3 separate regions of the Mus musculus genome follow, and all the other regions are linked to region 3. A link is a contact called in public promoter capture Hi-C data. All regions are on one chromosome and are shown on one strand. Each heading gives the region's core, a stretch centred on a gene start, on an enhancer-like site or on the middle of the called end of the contact. The rest is flanking DNA. Distances are from core to core; before and after follow the strand shown.

The links. Capture Hi-C pulls out chosen DNA fragments and counts their contacts.
Region 1: a promoter capture Hi-C map of adipose tissue shows a contact between it and region 3. The contact joins two enhancer-like sites. A contact is called at or near these places in 3 of 484 Hi-C or Micro-C datasets (the G1E-ER4 cell line, embryonic stem cells and nephron progenitors), 4 of 115 datasets of contacts at active chromatin or transcription factors (the HPC-7 cell line, bone marrow-derived macrophages, embryonic stem cells and 1 more) and 4 of 9 other capture datasets (adipose tissue, embryonic stem cells, liver and 1 more).
Region 2: a contact with region 3 is called in a promoter capture Hi-C map of adipose tissue. The contact joins two enhancer-like sites. A contact is called at or near these places in 1 of 15 datasets of contacts at CTCF or cohesin (large pre-B cells), 33 of 484 Hi-C or Micro-C datasets (the AML12 cell line, B cells, CD8 T cells and 20 more), 7 of 115 datasets of contacts at active chromatin or transcription factors (the HPC-7 cell line, bone marrow-derived dendritic cells, double positive thymocytes and 3 more) and 4 of 9 other capture datasets (adipose tissue, embryonic stem cells, liver and 1 more).

The regions. Positions count from the first base shown.
Region 1 is chr16:94,600,099-94,603,381 of GRCm38.p6, reverse strand. The region is part of intron 1 of Dyrk1a (dual-specificity tyrosine-(Y)-phosphorylation regulated kinase 1a); the gene reads right to left. Among named protein-coding and RNA genes, the nearest start is that of Dyrk1a, 32 kb to the right of the region's middle. Within about 2 kb of position 1,526, at least 152 of the 459 cell types and tissues checked have an H3K27ac peak or open chromatin away from gene starts, as enhancers often do. A contact at or near this core is called in adipose tissue and bone marrow-derived macrophages, where this site is marked.
Region 2 is chr16:94,616,494-94,619,739 of GRCm38.p6, reverse strand. All of the region lies in intron 2 of Dyrk1a (dual-specificity tyrosine-(Y)-phosphorylation regulated kinase 1a), which reads right to left. Among named protein-coding and RNA genes, the nearest start is that of Dyrk1a, 48 kb to the right of the region's middle. Within about 2 kb of position 1,304, at least 35 of the 459 cell types and tissues checked have an H3K27ac peak or open chromatin away from gene starts, as enhancers often do. A contact at or near this core is called in adipose tissue and bone marrow-derived macrophages, where this site is marked.
Region 3 is chr16:94,500,151-94,503,630 of GRCm38.p6, reverse strand. Vps26c (VPS26 endosomal protein sorting factor C) reads left to right here. Exons shown (of 8, transcript NM_007834.3): 6 at 1,399-1,549; 7 at 1,944-2,096. All of the region lies in intron 3 of Gm31323 (a long non-coding RNA gene), which reads right to left. Among named protein-coding and RNA genes, the nearest start is that of Vps26c, 25 kb to the left of the region's middle. Within about 2 kb of position 1,385, at least 23 of the 459 cell types and tissues checked have an H3K27ac peak or open chromatin away from gene starts, as enhancers often do. A contact at or near this core is called in adipose tissue and bone marrow-derived macrophages, where this site is marked.

The DNA.
Region 1 (3,283 bases), core at 277-2,776, 100 kb before region 3:
ATTATCAAGTGAGTCACTCTTCCACCAAGACCACTTAAATATGCACACCTCCTACCTACTGCCCCAGCCCCCCCTCTATTCAAATCTAAAGCTCTTTGTAGTGGGCCAAAGACAAACTTTGGATTACTGGCCACTCATTTCCAGTGTGATGCTGCCTGGAGCTCATCTCTCTACTCCTGGTCATCACTCACTTAACAGCTTAGTCCTGGGACTCCTGGAGCAGAGGCTGCAGATCTAACTAACTGCCCCACTGCCTTAAACATGATTAAAGAACTTTCTGTGTGTGTGCTTTTGTAATACCTACTACTGTGTCCCTGAGCCCCTCGCTATTCTGCCTCTCCTCCACTTTTAGTCTGAACAAGGGTGGGAGCTTCCCTGAACTCTCCCCTCCCTCCATTCATTCACTGTAAGACTCCCTGCCAAAAGGAGGACTTGGATTCTGTTTCCTGCTTAACTTTTTACTTAGTATCAGTCTGCAAGCTGCTGGGCGAGTCCTTCCCACTCCCCCAGCTCACTGTGTCCACATTCCATGTGAGAAGTCTGCACCTCTGTTCCCAGCACTGCAGTGATCGCACCACCTCACCAGCCACTGACTACTTCTCTACTTTCTCGGTGTGTGTGTTTGGTTTGGGAGACAAGGAGCTGCTGACCTCAAATACACTGTGTAACACAGGCTAGCCCAAACTTGTGGCAGTTCTCCCGTCTCAGCCTCCCAAGTGTTCTGATTACAAGAATATGCCACTAAGCCTAACTCTAACCCATCCTGTTTTCCCCGGTTGTCAAGCATGATACTACATGTATCTTCAGCAACAAATGATCTCCAATACAGATTTAACCTTCTACAGCTGACAGACATCACACCTCATGGGTAAGAATATATTAGCTCCTGTGCTGGTGTTCGAATCTCCTCTGCATGCAGTTACAGACACACTACCTTCTGGCCTGATTAAGCATTATCTATCAGTAGGTTCCAGTGACTGTTGTATAACTCAGCAAAATGACATCTGCAATGTGCAAAGTACTACTTGGTCTCCCACTGCCATTCTGTGAACAGACTGGAACAGTGGAATAACAATCAAAATGCTGTTCTGCTGGGGGGTTGGGGAGGTAGTGGGACTTGAATTTTGCTATACAGGAACCAGCATAATATACACAAACACAGTTGCCTCCAAAGAGAGGATGGCATAAAATTGTCTTTGTCCTCTCAGTTTTCAAAAAACTTTTTTGAATTTTTCTGACAAAACAAAATCTTATACTTTAAATGCTTTTACCTGTAATTTTACTATCAATGGGAAAATTGTGGGAATGAGCTGGTACTGTCACAATACACACACACACACACACACACACACACACGCACGCACTAGTTGAATATCACAAGTCCATGCTTCAAATTCCTCCAGCTTCAATTAATCTAAATATTCAAACTTGAGCGAGCTGGTTCAGTCCTGCAACACAGACACTGCTCCCCAGCGTGACGCCCTCTCCTTGTAAAGTGGTGTTTGCTTCCTTGTTCTGAGATGTCCTTCAGCACAGGGTGACTGTTCTCCAGGCTCCACACGAAACCAGCTGACAAAAAACACATGAGGCAGGCAGGAAGGACGGAGGAAGTGGGGGAAGGGCTTTCCGTGATGTCATAACCATCACTCCCTCTCCTTAGCAGACAAATATCCTACAGGCACTAGGAATTTACCCATTTCAGAGAATAATTCATGACAAACTATCCTACCAACCCCCAAGCCTGAGTCATAAATCACCTCCCCAACTCCTCTGCACCAATTTAAATTCAAGCTGCCTGCATTTCTTGTTTGGGTTTTTTTTTTTTAAGCTATGCCCAGCCAACCAAACCTCTTTAGAGACAGACTATTCTTCAGCTTCATCTCCAAGTGAACATTAATACCGCCATCATTCTTGTTAAATCTCAGTTAATTCTCTGCTCAAATCTCATGTTTTGTTCTAACTTATGATCCCTAAAGTGCACAGAGTGTACACAAGTAAGTGAAAAAAGAACTTCACTGGAGTCCTTGGGTGCAGCACTGACCCACTTTTGTTCTCTGTGTGCATGGTGTATGTGTGCGCCAGTGCATGTGTGCGCCAGTGCATGTGTGTACCGCACCAGGGCATGTGCAGTTGCATGCAAATGTGTCACACTCTCTTTAGGTTTATTTGTATTTATGCACGTGTGTATTGATGTGAATGTATACTGGGGATCAGACTTGGGTCAGCCTCCTCTTTACTTTTTGAGAAAGGACCTCCCCTCCCCCACCTCCTCCCTCCCTCCCCTACCCCACTCTCTCTCTGGAGCTAACTAATTCAGCTAGATGGCTCCTTCTGTCTCCACCTCCCCAGCACTGCTATCACAAGTGTGCACTTGTCAGACTCAGATTTTAAACAGGTGCAGAAGGACAGACAACCTCAGGTATTCCTGCTCACACGGTGACAAGCACTTGGCCAACTGAGCCATTCCCTAGCCCACCTGTGTTCTAACTGCAATCTACTCCTTTTGCTTATCTGTTTATTACTTTTCAAGACAGGTTTTCTCTGTGTAACCCCAGCTGTTCTTAAACTCTGGGACCACCACTGCCTGGCTCAATTTACTTTTAGAAACTCATTTCACCATAGAAAATATGCACTTTATATGCAAAACCTCACCAATCAAAATAAAAATTTAGAATATAAGTGCTTACCACAAAGAAATTATGGCAGATTGTGGTACATATACTCTATGTTAAATACCATGAAATAATTATGTTCTTACAGTCGTATGACCTAAAGAGGAAAACTGTAGATCAAAAAGGGCACACACCTAACTCCTCTGGTGTTTGTGGTTTGGCTTTGCTTTGAATCAAATCTAAGCTCTTCTGGTCGCCACCAAGCATTTTATTGTTAAACTCAACTGCACAGTTCACAACAATTCACAGCACTGTCCTTCAAGAATGAACTGTGTGCTTCAGTTTAATTACTTTTACCTTTTCCTTTTTCAGTCTTATCTTCTACTACAACTAAGTTAAATGGACCAACATCCAACCATCCTTCCCATAAACACCTCTTTTTTGCTGACTATTTCATAAATCTTCCTTGTCCACTCCTTCCTGCCACAACCACTCAAGCACACACACACTAGCACTTTCCCCTCAGGGTGTCCACCACATTCCTAAAGACAGTGCACCGCACAGATACAGTGACCTACAACCTTTATCTGAGCTAATTGTACGCACAGCATCTAAGGCACTGACAGCACAAAGGTCCTGTGCACCTCACCTCCCAGAAGTTCAGCCTCAGC
Region 2 (3,246 bases), core at 55-2,554, 120 kb before region 3:
CTGGAATGTTTAGGGTATATACTTTGAAATTTAGTTTTGTTGAGTTGTAACATTTTTCTGCATGCAATTAACTACCTGCTTATCTAAAGAAATTTTCATTCTAAAGTTCAAACCTCTTTTTTGCACCATTTATTTATTCGAGGCAGGGACTTTTTCATCTGTTTCCCTGACACAGGGTACCGTGCATCCCAGGTTGGCTGAGGATGACAGGCTTCTGGCCCTCTGCTCTTCTTGCCTGCTCCTCCAAGTGCTCCAGCACAGCTCGGCTGGCCTGCTGGGCACAGCGCAGCGCAGCCTCACTCACAATGAGCAGTCACTCTGTCAACTCACCTAAACCTCCAGCACCTAGGTGGGGGTTTTCCCTCTTTTCTTTCCTCCATCAATCCTACAGATTCTCTGGGCTTTCTCTAAGACATCAGGTCAGCAGGCATTTTTTTCTGCTGTGTTTTTTTTAACTATCTACGTAATGCTCTGTTATTCAGTTTTTCCTTTTTAAACGGTTTTAAAGATTATTTTTATTTTATTTTATATATATGAGTGTTTTGTCTGCATGTATGTATGTATGTATGTATACCATGTATGTGCCTGATGTCCATGTAGGTTCTGGAATTACAGTTAAAGTGATTGTGAGCTGTCGTGTGGGTGTTGTGGGCTGCAGCCAATTCATTATGTGCTCTTAAGCACTAAGCATCTCTGCAGTCAGCATGACAGCTAGCATCGATAAATCCAGCACTTCACATACCAAGGCTGAAGATTTGGGGTTCCAAGCCATCCTGAGCTTGGATGCAATCAAAAACCTACGTCAAAATAACAATAACAACAACAACAACAACAAAAGCAGCAGCAACAAAGGTGGCAGTGCCGACGCTGACCTCTACACCAGTGAGGAATCTGCATACTTGTCTGATAATCTTTGCGAAAACGGTAAATCTATACAGCGTTATATAAAATGTACTGCTATGAGGGAACAGCGAGATGGCTCAGTGAGTGCAAACCATCTGAGTTTGATCCCTGCATCCCACAAGGTGGCAGTAGAGAACCTACTCCTGACCGCTGTCCTCTGACCTCCACACAGCAGACGTAAAACACTCCCGGGAGGCTGGGATTCTGTCCTCAGGAAGCATTCTCTCTCTCTCCTGTTCTCAGGAAGGAGGTCAAAATATAGATTAAAATAAATAAGATCTCCTGTATTTTCATCTTCCCCAATTTTCCTTTCTTTTGTCCAAGATGATTCCACAACTGCTCAATTGGAGTCTATTTACAATAGTCTCTGCTTTGGCCAGAAAGGCAGCTTTAACTGGTTTTGGGAATCAGGAAACGCATACACACTTTGTTGGCTTCTCTGATATTCTCAGACTCGCATGATATGCTTCTGTGGGAGTCTTTGCTGGTAAACTTGGAACTCTTGGGATTCTTATTAAGCCCACTGTGCTTCCTTTCTTCTGCACAAACCCTGATACCACACCACTGTGATAGTTACTACATTGCTCCTACCCACTTCTCTCTACTGTTTTCCACCAAGTATCGTAGATGCGTTTATGGCATTGGAGGTTTTACCCATCTAGGTGTTTTCTGCCCACTTTTAGAGGAAAAAGGAAGTACCTATGTTAAGCTGTAACTCTGTAGAACCCTCACAGTATTTTGTATGTGTATGTGCATATTCATGTGTGTCTGGTGCCTACCAAGGCCAGATGAAGTGCCAGATCCACTAGAACTGGAGCTCTGGGTGGGAATCACACCAGTGCCTTCTCAAAGAGCGGACTCACTTCGCCAGGCCCTCACTCTCTTAGGTGTACAATGGGCTGGTCGGTATTTGTCAACTTGATACAACCAGACATATCTGAGAAGAGGGGATGCTAATATAGAAAATGCCTCTGTAAGACTGGTCTAAAAGACCAATCTGTGGAGTACTGTCTTGATTACTGACTGAAGGAGGGGGACCTAGCCCACTGTGGGTGGGGCCACCCCTAGGGAGGTCATCCTGGATGGCTTAAGAAAGCAAACTAAACAAGTACAGCAGCAAGCACATTTCACCACTGCTTCTGCTTCAGGTGGTTCCTGACTTCCTTCATTGATAGACTACGATGTGAAACTGTAAGCTAAAATAAGCTCATTCCTCCCCAAGCTCCTTTTGGTCATCATATTTTATCACAAAAAAAAGAAGACACCTAACTAGACAGACATTTACAAATTGGCCTTAAAATAAAAATAAAACGCTATAAGGACCAGTAAAATGGAATTTCCCCAAAACCCACACTGTAGTGAAGAACTGGCTAAGGCACGTGATCTTCTGACGTCCACGGGCACACTGTGGCAGAAGAGCATACCCACACATAGATAACGTCATTTTAAACATGTAATGAAAGTAAACATCTGCTTTTTTCTAAATTTAGTAGAGGTCTTACTACGTGTCTGTGTTCAGATATTTTTAAAGATTTATTTATTATATGTAAGTACACTGTAGCTGTCTTCAGACACACCAGAAGAGGGCGTCAGATCTCATTACAGATGGTTGTGAGCCACCATGTGGTTGCTGGGATTTGAACTCAGGACCTTTGGAAGAGCAGTCAGAGCTCTTAACCACTGATCCATATCTCCAGCCCTCATATTTTTATTTTATACTATATTTCATAAAAAACTTTATACTGTGTATGCACATGACACAATCAGCATTGCTTCTGCTTAGAAAATAAAAGCTAAAATCACAAAACAAGACCTGAAAAGAAATGGCAAATAATGAGGACCAGACCCTGAAGAGTGCATGCAGCAGACCATGAGAGCGGCTTGTGCATGAACTCTGGTAAGATGGCAGCTCTCCTGGAGACCCTGCAGACACACGTGGAGCAAAGGGTTCTAAGCACAGCCCTGGCCTGTAACGCAGGAAAAGGAGCCGCCATGACTTTTCACCTTCTGTGTATCTGAAACAGCTGAGCAGACGCTGCACCTCATGCTCCAGACAGTGCTCTCCCTGCCAACCCGATACAGCACTCCCTGCAACAACACTGCCACCAGAGACCCCAGGAAAGCCTAATGCTGGAAAGTGAGAGCTTATGTGACTTACATTAGTGAGAGCTTTAGAGTGTTCCAAATCACATGACCTGAGCTACATGCTCTTCAATACCTGTTAGTCATTTGTAAAACTGAGAATATTAATTTAAAAAACAGCTGGAGGCTGCAGAGTTAGCTCAGTGGTTAAGAACACTTGTTTTTCTTGCACAGGGCCCAGATTTGATTCCCAGCACCCAA
Region 3 (3,480 bases), core at 136-2,635:
TCCAGTTTTGGGGTTTTTTTGTAATTGATTTTGTGTCAGAGCAAGTAGTGTTGTTTGTCTACAGCTCTTTTCTGGATAAAACCTGGATTCTGTATTCAATTCTGCATTTTGTTCATGCTCATAATTGGGTTGAAAGCAAGTCTGGAAGATTTGGGGCACTGCAGACATAGCTGATGTCATTCATTATCATAAGGAGCCTTTTCAGAAGGTTCTGGAAAGAAGTAGCCATCATGTCCTAGGGCCGGGCAGATTCCCCTGTAAAGTGCTTTCTCCAGACCTGTGTCCCTCCAGGTCCTCTTTTGCTGCAGACACAGGTCCCTTACTCATGCCTCACATGTCCCTCCTTATATGGATGTGGCCCATGTGTGGTACAGAGTTCTCTTTCCCTTGCTTCTGTCTTCTTCAAATATTGGTTCTTGGTGTATATTTGAGGATCTTTGGTGTAGATTTATTAATAAAACTATCCTCCACCAGCCTTTGAGACGGTCTCATGTATTCCAGATGGGCCTTCAGGTATTTAGTTGAAGGTGACTTTGAACTTCTGATCTTCCTGCCTCCACTTCTTGAGTGGTAAGATGGTATTGTGTGCTACCATGCCTGATTGATCACGCTAGAAATCAAAGCCAGAGAGAGCTCCTCTCTGTGCCAGGCAGGCACTCTTCTCCCTGTTATTCTTGCTTGATAACGTCTTAGATATACTGTAGACAGGTTTTAATGTGGTTACCAGAAATTTTTAAATTATACTCATAGGCAATTACAAATTCTAAATGATTTTAAAATTTGTGGCTTATATTGTTTCTTCTGGATAGTGCAACCTAGTAGAAATGAAGACTCCTGAAGTGACTGTCCAACTATTTTCCTCCAGTGCTAGGGCCAGTTCCCCTGAGCCAACTTCCTGTCTGCAGAGAAATAGTCCCAAAGCTTTTCTTCGGGCGTTGAGAAAACTGCTCTTTCGGTATCCTTGAAATAAAAATAATTGGCATCTCAAACTTGCTTAATTGGGAACACTTTAAAACGGCCTTTTTCTTTTTCTTCTTTTGTGACCTGGGGTTGAGGGGGTGGCTGTCCTTAAGCACCCTTCTAACCCTGAGGCTTTTTACATTTCATGTCTTTCGGCCTGAGAGAGCTTTGTCAGCCAGTGTAGGTTGGGAGCTGATTCGGAGTGAGCTGTGATGTCCGTTTGTCCCTAATATGTGTACAGGGTGGTTGATGAGTCAGTCTGGTGGCCACTGAAAGATGAAATGGCTATTATTCCTTCTTGTTTTAGAAAGAAGTTTCCATGGTTTATAGAACAATTACTCAACTTGGTTTTCAGTTCTTATTTGTACCAGTGCAACTGGAATAAGTGACAGCCCCCTTTCCTTCTGTTTCTGATGTCTTTGTCTCTGTTCTCCATAGAGAGCTTCACTTCCCAAATTCTTCATTAGAGGACATCTGAACTCCACTAACTGCGCTATCACGCAGCCCCTGACAGGAGAGCTGGTGGTGGAACACTCGGATGCTGCTATCCGGAGCATAGAGCTTCAGTTGGTCCGGGTGGAGACCTGTGGTAAGACTTCTAGAGTATCTAGGTATCTACACTTGTACTGTCAGCCGCTAAAACACCCCTTCCTGTACTCTTAACATGGCAGGGCACATCACATCATAACAGAGCTATTCTGATGGCCCCTGTGGCCTACTCACCCCAAAATTCCCACTTGCAGATAATCACTGAAATACTAATTAGGTCCCCAGCACCTTAAATCTTGGAAGCATGGTAAAACCAGTGTGGTGATGTTTGAGAACATGCAAAGTAGAAGAGAAGGTAACTCCCAGTCCTGAAGAAGAAATTGGAGAAGTGGGTGAATGTGTTGATCCTGGTTGGCACAGTATTGGGCAGTTTGGTGACCAGTTTGCTTTGGTGTCATGGTGTCCTGACCCCATGATGTTTCCTCTTTCTCCAGGGTGTGCAGAAGGCTATGCACGAGATGCCACAGAGATTCAGAATATTCAAATCGCTGATGGGGACATTTGTAGAAACCTTTCTGTTCCCCTGTACATGGTCTTCCCCAGACTGTTCACCTGTCCAACACTGGAGACCACCAACTTCAAAGTGGGTAAGCAGTCCAGGCCTGGCCTGTGGAGTCTAGGAAGGGTCTGGGCCACAGGGAAGAAGCGCCTTGCACGCAGGCTGCAGCTTTTTTTTTTTTTTTTTGGTTTTTCGAGACAGGGTTTCTCTGTGTAGCCCTGGCTGTTCTGGAATTCACTTTGTAGTCCAGGCTGGCCTCGAACTCAGAAATCCGCCTGCCTCTGCCTCCTGAGTGCTGGGATTAAAGGCGTGCGCCACCACGCCTGGCTTAGCATTCAGCTTCTTGATGACTCAAAAAAGGGTAAGAAGCTGCGTAAGTAGGTGTGTGTAGGCAGTAGAGCCTGCTGCAAGGCCCCATCCAGAGTCAACTGTGAGCCAAGCAGAAATACCGTGAGTCTATAGGAAAAGCCTTGACAGTTGTCAGGTAAGTAGTATGTGAGTAAATATCCAACAGGAAACAACTTAAAGGAAGGCAGGCTTATTGTGGGTCACACTTCAGGACCTATGTCCATTGTGGTGGAAAAGCCATAACTGTAGGAGGCTGCTCGCTCACATCTGGGTAGACCAGGTTTCAGAGAAATGCTGTTATCAGGTTTGCTGTCTTGATTTTTCTTTTTATTCCCCATGGATGGTGCCACCCACATTCTAGGCAGGCCTTCTCTCCTCTGTTAAACATCTCTAGAAATTCATTCCCCTGAAGATATACCTACAGGTATGTCTCTTACAAGATTCCAAATTTAGTTAAGGTGAGAATAAGGTTAACCACAAGTCCACTCTGACAGTTTGACACCAAAACACATCATGGTTTTACAACAATAGCATCCATTTCAACTTAAAAAGTCCCATGATCTTAACAAGTTTAACACTGGTGTAAAGACTAGAGTTTCTCAGAGACCCAACTGTGAGCCTTTATAAAGACATATAGCATACTTTCAGCATAGGCATAGAGTAAACATTCCCATTCAGAAAGGGAGAAACAACAGGGCCAAAGCCTGAAAAACCGAACCAACACAATACTAAACCTAGCAGGTCAGAGCCCTCATTTTTTCGTCACCATGTCCAGCATCTGGGCTCCAGTAGCTTTGGGAAGTCCCAGCCATCCAGTTCTAGTGCATGCAGTAAACATAATCACTGTCTTTGATCAGCTTTCTTGCCTGCTGCTTTTCTTGGCAGAAGTTTCGCTCCTTGCATCGCCAGCATTCTGGAGCTTTCCCATTCCAACTCCAGGTATAACTGCAGCTTCACACAGTACCTGCCTCTCTGCAGGGAACCTGACCCTGCCATGCACTGCCTGGCCTCAGAGGCTTTCTGAAACACTTGTACAAATTTCAGAGTCACTATAACCCTAGCTGCAACTACTATATGTACATAACACTATAACTCTAGCTCTGCTACACACTGGTAGCCTCTAT